Linked DNA regions of Rattus norvegicus: region 2 is linked to region 1. Evidence: chromatin contacts called from public Hi-C data. All regions are on one chromosome and are shown on one strand. Each heading gives the region's core, a stretch centred on a gene start, on an enhancer-like site or on the middle of the called end of the contact. The rest is flanking DNA. Distances are from core to core; before and after follow the strand shown.

What was found. A called contact is a pair of places that touch in the nucleus more often than the background predicts.
Region 2: a Hi-C map of hepatocytes shows a contact between it and region 1, with 2.9 times the contacts expected there. The contact joins two enhancer-like sites. A contact is called at or near these places in 9 of 12 Hi-C or Micro-C datasets (the A7r5 cell line, the Rat2 cell line, Schwann cells and 6 more).

The regions. Positions count from the first base shown.
Region 1 is chr2:170,645,189-170,650,836 of GRCr8, reverse strand. LOC102555909 (a long non-coding RNA gene) reads right to left here. Exons shown (of 13, transcript XR_010064338.1): 13 at 93-5,648. Among named protein-coding and RNA genes, the nearest start is that of Fgg, 5.1 kb to the left of the region's middle. Within about 2 kb of position 2,441, at least 2 of the 93 cell types and tissues checked have an H3K27ac peak or open chromatin away from gene starts, as enhancers often do. A contact at or near this core is called in hepatocytes, where this site is marked.
Region 2 is chr2:170,722,121-170,727,312 of GRCr8, reverse strand. Plrg1 (pleiotropic regulator 1) reads right to left here. Exons shown (of 15, transcript NM_021757.2): 15 at 4,794-4,973. The coding sequence ends at 4,914. Among named protein-coding and RNA genes, the nearest start is that of Plrg1, 19 kb to the right of the region's middle. Within about 2 kb of position 3,257, at least 1 of the 93 cell types and tissues checked has an H3K27ac peak or open chromatin away from gene starts, as enhancers often do. A contact at or near this core is called in hepatocytes, where this site is marked.

The sequences.
Region 1 (5,648 bases), core at 1,192-3,691:
AGTTCACTGGGGGTTCAGTCTTAGCAGGACCCAGGGCTTCCCCTTCCACTGGTGCTCTTACTAGGATATTCATTGCTACCTATGGGGTCAGAGTCCAGGGTCAGTCCATGTATAGTATTTAGGTAGTGGCTTAGTCCCTGGAAGCTCTGGTTGCTTGACATTGTTGTACTTTTGGGGTCTCGAGCCCCTTCAAGCTCTTCCAGTTCTTTCTCTGATTCCTTCAACGGGGGACCTATTCTCAGTTCAGTGGTTTGCTGCTGGCATTCGCCTCTGTATTTGCTGTATTCTGGCTGTTACAGACAGAAATTTTGTAGTCCCTATGAATGTCGGCAAGCCATGGCAAAGAAGAAAAAAAGTAGTGTTTTACAGAACTTGTACAAGAAAGAATTTCCTTATTTCCTTAGACTTCTAATAGGGATTCTTTTTTTTGGTTCTTTTTTTTGGGAGCCGGGGACCGAACCCAGGGCCTTGCGCTTCCTAGGTAAGCGCTCTACCACTGAGCTAAATCCCCAGCCCCCAGGGATTCTTATTCATATGCCGCACTCATGAGACATGAGCTTTGTTGCAAATACAAGAAGTTCACGTCAGTAAATGGTCTGTTGTGATTAACTATCATCTAGAAGGCTCCCCAGGTAAAGGACTCTGGATTACCCAGTGTTGCTCCTGCTAAATGAAGCCTACCCCTTGCAGATGAAAAGTAGATTCTTGCCTTGAAAGAAGGTGCCTGAAAGCAACAGAACTGAATGCAGATGGATCACGTGCTTCTCCCATGGGTCTTTGCACCGAAGGTGGGAAATACTGACTTGAATTTCAGACTACAATCATTGCCACAGGTTGGCTGGTAGGTGTTCAAGGTCATGAAGTTCTATTAGCTGCATCAATTTGCATAACATAAATAAAACCCATACACTGAAGAAGTAAAAGAATTTTATCTCAGAAGTTTAGAATTGGAACATTAAAAAAATGTACCTATTTTGATTCCATGTGTATGAGTGTTTGTTTTCATATGTGCATAGTATCGTGTGTGTGCCCGGTGCTGGAGGAGTCCAGAAGAGAGCTCCCTGGAATTAGTTCTGAGCTGCCATGAACCAGCATATGGCTAAGGAACCTGGGTCCTCTGCAGGAGTAGCAAGTGCTTTTAATCAACAAGCCCTCGCTCCAGACTGGGAATTGAAACACTTTTATTTTCTTCTTCTTTTTTTAAAGGTTGGATCGAAATCTGAAACTTGTTATCAGAATTTTAGGGGAAAAAAAAAGATGTACCTTCTGCCAGGTTCGAGCCCTAGGTCTAGTGACCTACATTGTGTCTTGCATTGTTACCACTTGGTTAATTCTATTTTAACTAATGGCTCCCCTCTGTGCTTGTGCCACTCATTTCTTGGATTCATCATAAATGATTAATGAATTCCTAGGAAAAAAAGGGCATTTCTTAGATCAGATTTCCTCTACTTCTAGCTTTGTTTGTAGAGAAAACAGTAGATGTATCATGTGAGGCAAGTGACAACTTAGTGTGATTCAGAAGGTGCAGGTTTGCCTGTGAGAGCAATAATCTTCCAGGCTCCTTACCCACAGCCATCTGTGTTCTGAGTTGAGATTACACCTGCTATGCGGGCCTTCGCATCCCCTGGGGACTTCTGAGTGTCTCCTGTTGATGGTGCTCAGCTTTGCTCCAAAGATTATCTGTAGCACTTGACTCAGAACCAGTTTGCTAACAGAGATGACACTCTGTCCTAGTGAGCTGACATAGGCCTGAAAGCTCAGACGCCATCCATTTGGGGCATCCATCTGCTTCATGCCGGATTCCATGATGCAGCCTAGCTGTTGCCACTTGTGTGCAAGTGAGGCCACAAAAACCAACCAACAAAATGAAGACCAGAAACATCAGGTTTTACTCACAAAAGTATGTGCTAGAAAGCAGTGGGTCAAGTCTGTAAGACAGAGGGGAAAATGGCCAGCCCTCCACTTGGGAAAAATATCTTCTCATTTTGTGTGTGTGTGTGTGTGTGTGTGTGTGTGTGTGTGTGTGTGTGTGCATGCGCGCACATATGTGTGCACACGTGTGTGTTCATGTGTGCACACAATCATATATTTTGAGGTAGAGTATACATTGATAAAGAATAGACAATAATGATATGAATAGAAAATATTATTGCATCCACAAAACAGCTCACCATGCCTGCCTAAAGTCCATACTTCCTTTATCCTGCAATCTTTACTTCTACAAATAAAACATGTAGAAGATTAAATTTTTCTGTTCAGTTTTCACTACTAGGGAGGCCTACTACCCTTCTGTGACTGACTGCACTTCTGTCCTCCAAAGTGAGATCTGTGGGAGAAGGGCTGGCTTTGTGTTGACATCTTGAAATACCTGGCTTCCTGAGATCACAAAAGGGGACACACTCCAGCCACCTTCCAAGGCTGTGTCTACTTGCTCTACCCTTGTGTGTGGGAGCTCTGACCTCCGTTTTGTAAACACATCAGATTTGCAACACCACATAGCTCGGAGGCCCAAATATTTACTGAATATTTTGCAAGAGAGACAGGAGTGCAAATCAATTTGTACACTCACCGCCACAGCTACAAGTTTACCGAGCGTGGCCCTTCTGCCACATTCTCTGACTAGGGTAAGCTCATTCGTGAGGAAGCAAAGGTAACTCAGACTTAGAACAGCCTGTTTCACCTGCAATAAACACTGAACAGGAAACTCTGTTACAAAGATCCGGGAAACACATTGCTTAACCAGGCATCATCTGCATGCCAGGAGCAGAGCGCATCTGGGTATTCCCATTGACCTATGGACTAACGGTCAAGTTAGCCATTAGCGGATCACTGATCTTTAATGACACGTCTTTACAAGTGTTGAAAGACATCTCTCCTCTCCACAGTGGCAGGATGCCTTTACCGCTGATGAGAAATGATGCCAGACTCCTTAAAGTATGCCTTTAAAATGCTTCTGCGCCCTTCAGTTGGTTAGCTCTTCCCTCCCAGTGGCCGTTCGTCTTTACCCATACACTGAGCACGGTTTTCCAGGCCTAGTTCAATATGAACAAAATCAAGACCCTGTGGTCAGGATTAAATTTGAGGAGAAAGAAAGAGGCAATAAAGGGCTGACAAAATGGCTCAGCACATGAATGCACCAAACCTGAAGACCTGAGTTTGAATCCCGGAAGCCACAGGGTAGGAGAGAAACACCTTCCAGACCAATTGTCCTCCCTCTGATCTCCACATGAGTCTTGGGGCACTGGCACATATGTGTTAAATTTAGGTGTGCGTAATTTTTTAGAAAAGATTAGCTTAGAAAAAATATTGGCAATGAACTAACAAATATCATATAACATCAACTACTGAGAAACGCTGTGGACAAAACATAAGGGGCTGAGAGACTTCAGGGATGTTGTTTTGGGCAAACTGTCGAGGGAAGCCCTCTGATGAGGTAGTCAGTCGGCTGGGTTTGTGGTGGAGTTAGTCAGATTTGTGGTTGCTCACTCTTGCCACCTACAGGCCATCCATGTCTATAACACTATATCTATTTTTTTTTTAGCACCTACTTTTCTGTGGGAATTCAGAGGGGCTGTCAACACCTTGACAAGCCCAGCGACAGAGTAAAACTAAAACACAAAAGTGGACCACGTGGAAATAATCCAGAAAGACCAGTGAATCCGTCCATATGTCACAGCGGTGGACCTTAAGTAATGTGCTTATTATGGTCTCCGGAAAACTTCAAGGCAGTGGAGGGAAGGAGGGAATGGGAGAGTCTGTGCTCAATCTATGTGAGGACTTGGGGTCCATCTCCAGTACAAAACAACAAAACAAAAATAACAACTCCCTAGTTCTTGCCCAAGTAAATACAAACTGCTACCCTCGAGGTTAAGATCCTTTCAAAGACGAATGCGTGAGACCAAGAGGAGAGCTCAGCACATAAAGACTCCTGGCAGCATCCCTGGTGACCTGACTTCTATCTCCAGGACCCTCAGGTAAAAGGAGAGAAGCCACTCCTGAAAGCTGGATTCTGACCTCCAAACTCATGCACATACACTAAATAAATTTAAAATTAAAGATGTGTGTGAGTGTCCAGTGTAACTTGTTCACCACATCTCCCAAATCAGATTGAAATATCACAATCTCATCAAATTTTCACGTAGTGTTTTAATCTGTAACAATACATTAATTAAGATGCATTTCATGTAAGCTGCCTAAAGCCAACGAGTTTTTACCTCTTGTCTTAAAGACTTAAAACAGTGTACCCGGCAAACACCTGTTAGGTGAGTAAGATTTCATTTCCTAAACCTGTTCTCAACCTGTGGGTCGAGACATCTTTGGGGATCAAACCATCCTTTCAGAGGGGTCACCTAACACCATTTGAAAATCACAGGTAGGGGTTGGAGATTTAGCTCAGTGGTAGAGCGCTTGCCTAGCAAACGCAAGGTCCTGGGTTCGGTCTCCAGCTCCAAAAAAAAAAAAAAAAAAAAAAAAAAATCACAGGTATTTACATTATAATTCACAATGATAGCAATATTAGTTATGAAGTAGCAATGATGTAATTTTATGGGGAACTGTGTTAAAGGGTGGCAGCATTAGGAAGGTGGAGAACCACGGAGCCATTACTGTTAGATATTACTACATTAACAAACCATTAAATGCAGTTTAGGGCCCCGAAAATGAATATTAAACAGTTTCTGAGATGAGTCAAAGGGAGGAAAGAAAACCTCTATTAGCTTGGAAAATAACTCTCCCCAGAGAATCTGTCCACAGTTCCCCAGGAGGTGGGGGGCTCCCATATGACTGGCTTCCTGACGGCATCACTAAATACAGAGACACGACCTGACATGGCTGGCAGCGCAGCCTAGGGAGCCACGCCAGAACCTGGCATCTGGGTCTGACACAGAAAGCATTTCTGGGAGAGTGGGAGTGAACTGCGTTCAGAGAGTCTGTTGATTAAGCACGAAGAAAGCTGCACGCCAAGAGAGGCCCGCAGGGATGGGCCCTCAGCAGTGAGTTTACGCGTGGTGCGGGGTTTGAAATAACTCAATCTACAACCAGGTCAGGATAGTAAGGAAAGTGTATGCAGCCGTGCTGACTTCTCCTATGCCCAGAGCTCTATTCCTGAAGATGAGCATCAGATCGTGCAGGGCTGCAGCGGGCGCAGAGAACACAAACAGTGCTGAAAATGTTGATCAAAGCAAGCCTTACTTGACAGTAGGTCACAAGGAGGGTGGACCTGAGGTGCGGTCTTTTGACCATCATGCTTGCAATGTTTCTCAGAAAGGTGGGTACAGGTCTGTCAGTCATGGTGAAACCCCTGGGAGTCTGCCAGGAAGACAAGAAGAGCCAGGACTGGGGTGGGAGTCAGGGTGGGGTGAGCCTATTCTCGTGCCTCTAACTATCCTTCCCCAGAGCAGGCAGAGGGATTCACTGAAACTTTCTGACTGAAAAGGACTTTAGGTGCTTACTTTTTGAAAAGGCAAAGCAGAACCATAACATTTTAAAACAAGCCCGGATAGACTAGTGCCCATAAAACAAGCTTATCGAGATCGAGAAGGCCACCGTGCTAATAAACAAACGAGCCAATCAAAATCTAGGAGCCGCCATTTCTGCTCCCCTTGATTTGCTGTATGAGGAGAATATGAGTGGAGAAGGCTACACACTGG
Region 2 (5,192 bases), core at 2,008-4,507, 76 kb before region 1:
CTCACACTCACACACACTCACACTCACACACTCACACACACATACACACATACTCACACACACTCACACTCACACACACACACTCACACACACTCACACACACACGCACACATACACACTCACACAAACATACACACAAACACACACATACACACACACTCTCTCACACACACATACACACACACCACACACACTCACACATACACATACACACACACTCACACACACACACTCACACACACACACACACGTGCGTCTGTGTGCACACAAAATCACACAAGCATATACACAAACAGGCGCAAAACCACAAGACCTTATTAACAAAATATAATATTTTACCTATATAGTTTAAGAGTGTGGCATTAATATATTTAACAAAGAGAACATTTTCAGGATTGTGACAGAGCCTGTTTTGGAGGGAGAAATTCAGCCCCCTCCCCCTCTCATGAGTGAGGGTGGGGGCTCTGTGTGAGAGAGCTAGAAAATGGATGGATGATAGCCAACAGGCTTTGGCCAGGTTCTGACTGCAGCTGAAAAATGTGCTGGAGTGGGACTGTGGCAACCTAGGTTGTTACAAGGCTGAGATCCTCTGCCTTACACTGCCACCCCTGTCCTATGATGCAGCTGCTTCTAGCTGCAACTCCGGCAAGGTTCTAGGATGGTTGGGCCCTGTCTCAGTTAGGATTTTACTGCTGAGAACAGACACATGGCCACGGCAACTCATAAAGGACAACATTTAATTGGGGTTGCCTTACGGGTTCAGAGGTTCACTGCTTCATCATCAAGGCAGGAACATGGCAGCATCCAGGCAGGCATGGTGCAGGAGGAGCTGAGAGTTCTACATCTTCATCTGAAAGCAGCTAGAATTCTGACTTCCAGGAAGCTAGGATGAGGATCTTAAAGCCCATGCCCACAGTGACACACGTACTCCAACAGGGCTACAACTACTCCAACAGGGCCACACCTAATGGTGCCACTCCATAGGCAGAGCTTATACAAACTAACACAGACCCCTTATGTAAAACAGGGCAGTGTTTGCATGGAACCTGTGGTCACCTTCCCATGACCCAGAAGTACAGCTGACTCTGTGTCCCCAGTTCCATAATCATATATGCAGCCAACCCGAGATTAAAACCTGCATCTGCACCAAGTATGTGTGGACTTTCTTCTATCATTCTCTAAATAATACAGTGTAACAACTACCTCTGGAACATTTACATGGCATTAGGCACTGTTAAGTTGTGTAGAATAAGTAAGTACATGGGAGCTTATACTCAACATACTAATGCCAAATAGATAGCCCAAATCAAACCCAGACTCAGTTTAGGCTATAACTCTACAGGAAAGAATGTGGCCTGTTTAGATTCTGTCTGTCCCAAACCCACCCTTTTATACTCTGCTCTGTGATGTGACTGATGACTGAGAATTTGACAAAAACAGACCTACCCAGGACCCTACATAGGTCTCTCTGTCTCTGTCTCTCCCTCTCTTCCTCCTTCCTTCTCTCTCCCTCCCTCTTACTCCCTCCCTCCCTCTTCTCCTCTCCCTCTCTTCCCTCCTTCCTCTCCTCTAAATAAGCCTTTCTCTTTCCTTTTTGGAGTGGAACACTGGTAGCAGTTCCTATTCCGAGTACATTAAGATTAAGCGAGTAGAATGCAGAACATCTGTCTCTATGATGGGTCTCTAGAGAAACAGCCAGTGGAGTGAACAAATACCACAAAGATTTACTAGACTGGCTTACACCGCAGGGACTGGGAAGTCCAATAACAGCTGTTTGTATGTTAAGGAGCCTTGGCCCATGAGGTTGGATACCTCAGAGCTCCCAATCTGGTGATGAAGCATGGAGGATTCCTGAAGAGCTATGGATCCTGAATCTACACTGGAAAGCCAAGGAATCTGAGTCCCTGGGTCAGCAAAATAAATAAACAAAAAAACAAACAAACAATAAAAAATCTGCAGCAGCAGCAGCAGCAGCAGCAGCAGCAGCAGCAGCAGCAGCAGCAGCAGCAGCACCCACCTGCAAGGAGTATCAACCGAATACTAAAACAGGAATTTCTAAAATGGGCAGGCAAAAACTAGCACTGCTCCTCCTTAGACCTCTTTAGATCTGGGCTGCCCCTAAAAGGTGTGTGACCCACTCAATCCTGTTAATCTTGGAAATGCCCCCCACAGACCCATACAGAGCCATGTCTGCTAGTTGTCTGCAGAACCAATCAAGTTGAAAATCAAAATGAAGCATCAAAAACACAATACAATTTTGCAATAAATAATGAATGCATTTTACAGTGTCTTGTGCAAAAAGTCGAACCCTAAGAAGTTATTCAGCAGCTGGATGGTGGCAGTGGTTTAATCCCAGCACTTGGGAAGCAGAAGCAGGCAGCTCTCTGAGCTCAAGGCCAGCCTAGTTCTAGGACAGTCAGGGCTGCACAGAGAAACCATGTCTTGAAAAACAAACCAGCAGACAAAAATAATTAAGCAGATAATTTGTGTTTTATGTGGAAGACCGAATCCTGATGTGGCAGTACTTCTTCAGTTACCCCCTCCCCCCATTCTACCTCCCAGCTTGTGACAGCCATTGCTGAACCTTTGTAAGGTGCACGATCATGTATAACAAATGTTTGTGAAGACATTTGCTACATAATGCAGGACAGCATAAGGTACACTTTTTAAAAAATGCCCCGGGGTTGGGGATTTAGCTCAGTGGTAGAACGCTTGCCTAGCAAGCGCAAGGCCCTGGGTTCGGTCCCCAGCTCCGGGGAAAAAATAAAAAAAAAAGAAAAAAATGCCCCTTCAGTTGATACCTGGATTCAACATATGAGGTGAAGCTTTACAAGGTAAGATGGTAGGGACTTATCTATCTCCTTGTATGTCCTTTGGGGACTGTGCGGGCTAGTTTTATGTCAAATTAACACAAGAATTATCTGAAAGGAGAGAACTGCAATTGAGAAAATGCTTCTGTGTAAAATGAGGCTCTAGGGTATTTTTTAAATTACTGATTGAAGGATACGTAAGAAAGTTGAAAATAAAAATATATAAAGCAGACTGAATGTTCTCACATAATCCTACTACCTCAGCTCACAAAGCCACTGTTATCAATGCAATGCGACTTCATTAACTGAGTATCTACTAGTTTGCAAAGACACTTGTACATTTTACATAAGCCATATTTGGTAACCTTGCCCTAGTAATCTAGTGTTTCCTTTCAGAGAGTACTAGGAAATGTTGAAATGTCACAATCCATTAAATAAATGAGCCCTGTATGGACAGGACATTTGGGTTAGTTTTCAGGATTAAAGAGTAAATATGCCGTGCACTGTGACTGTATGTGTCAGGTTACTCCCGGAAAGCTGTTTCCTAGAAATGTAGCAGGACAAAGGATTCACAGAGCTTCCGTCAGCCATGGAAAACTGTCCTTGGAAAGGCTGAAGGGATTTCACCCCAACTGCAGCATGCGCCTGAGACTCTATCTCAGTGCGAATCAACTTGGGATCTTCTGATCAGTCATGAAGCTTGGAGCTGGGATCCAAAAGGAGTAAGATCTGAAACTCATCTACCAAGAGGCACAGCCATTAGAAACTTGAGCCCTTTTCTGGAAAATCCTCACAAGGCTGCAGACTTTGTGACAAGTTCCAACAGCACTAATCCTATCAGTTGTCTTCTCTGCTTCTTTACTAGTATCTAACTATTGCAGAACAAAACCCACACAACACTCAGCCTTCCCTGAAGACGTATCAGCATCTGCTGGAGATTCCTGGAAAACACATCACCCATGTTCCCACACAGAGTCCAGTCCTCCAGTTTCTTATGTTAGAAAGCACCCTTGCTAGGGACTGGTGGAATACACTTGTAGCACATTTGCTCAGCTCTTGTGAGGCCCTGGTTTGATCTGCACTATGGCCAACAAACCAACCTAACCAAATAGGCTCACTTTAAGGTCAGTTCACATGCTTCTTGCTAGAAAATGTCCTCATGCCACCCAAGAATTATCAACAGCTATGCCTCTGAGTTCCCCCAGAACCACTGACCTGGTTTCAGCATTTTCCCAGCAAGCTAAGGCTGCAAGCCTCAGAGAATGCATACTTCTATCTTTTCTGGACCAGAACACATTGAAAACGTGGTAGAACAGATAAACCTTTCGGAGTAAGTCAGACTAAAAGCTCAATCACCACCTCTACCACCACCATCCCGACCACCACGTGTCTAGGTAGCTCAAGCTAACCTGGAACTCACTACACAGACTATGCTATCTCGAACTAACAGAGAACTACCTGCTTCTGCTTCATTAGTGCTGGGATTAAAAGCATGTACCTATCACTACCATGCCCAGAAAGAACTTCAATCCTTTAATCCCAAATTATCAGCCATTGTCTTAAATTTTCAAAGAACTGCCTAAAAAAATTTCCTCTCAAACATCCATTAGGATTTTTCTAACAGAATTATCAAAATAGGGGTTTCAGAAATGGTTAAGGACATTGACTGCTCTTCTAGAGGACCCAGGTTCCATCCCCAGCACCTACATTGTGGCTCACAACTATCTGTAACTCTGTTTTCAGGGATCTGACACCTTCTTCTGGTTTTCATGGGCACCAGGCACACACATTGTATACAGATGTACATCTAGGTGAAACACACACACACACACACACACACACACACACGCGCGCGCGCGCGCGCATCCATCCCTGCCAACATGGTGTTAGAATCAGCAAGGCTCAATAAGCCTGAGTTCTTTATATTTACATTTTACTACTAAAACTATAAACTGTTTATTTTAGAAATCAAACACAGGTGAGGGACATGGGGAGCAGTTTATTGTAAAATACAAAGCAGCCATGTTTTCTGCAAGTGAGCATCCATGAATGACTGGACATCCTCAGCAACACCAAGCTATGAACAGGACAGCCATGAGGACACTAAAATCTCTTTCTCTTGATAATTTCTGGTTTCCAGCTGACTGGGTGAGTTTCTTCTGTCTGAAAACAGAACAGTAAACAAAGTGTTATTTTATTAGTTTGTTTCCTTTCAACAAAAAGACCTGTCTCTGCTAAGTCACAGTATTCATCGGCAGGATGTGTTTAGGAGATCTGGAAGAATTTTAGAAACAGCTGACAAACTCCTGGCACTATCCAAGGTTAACAAGGGATAAATGGTTTACCACATGCTGGGTTGGATTTTCACCTAACGTCAGATTT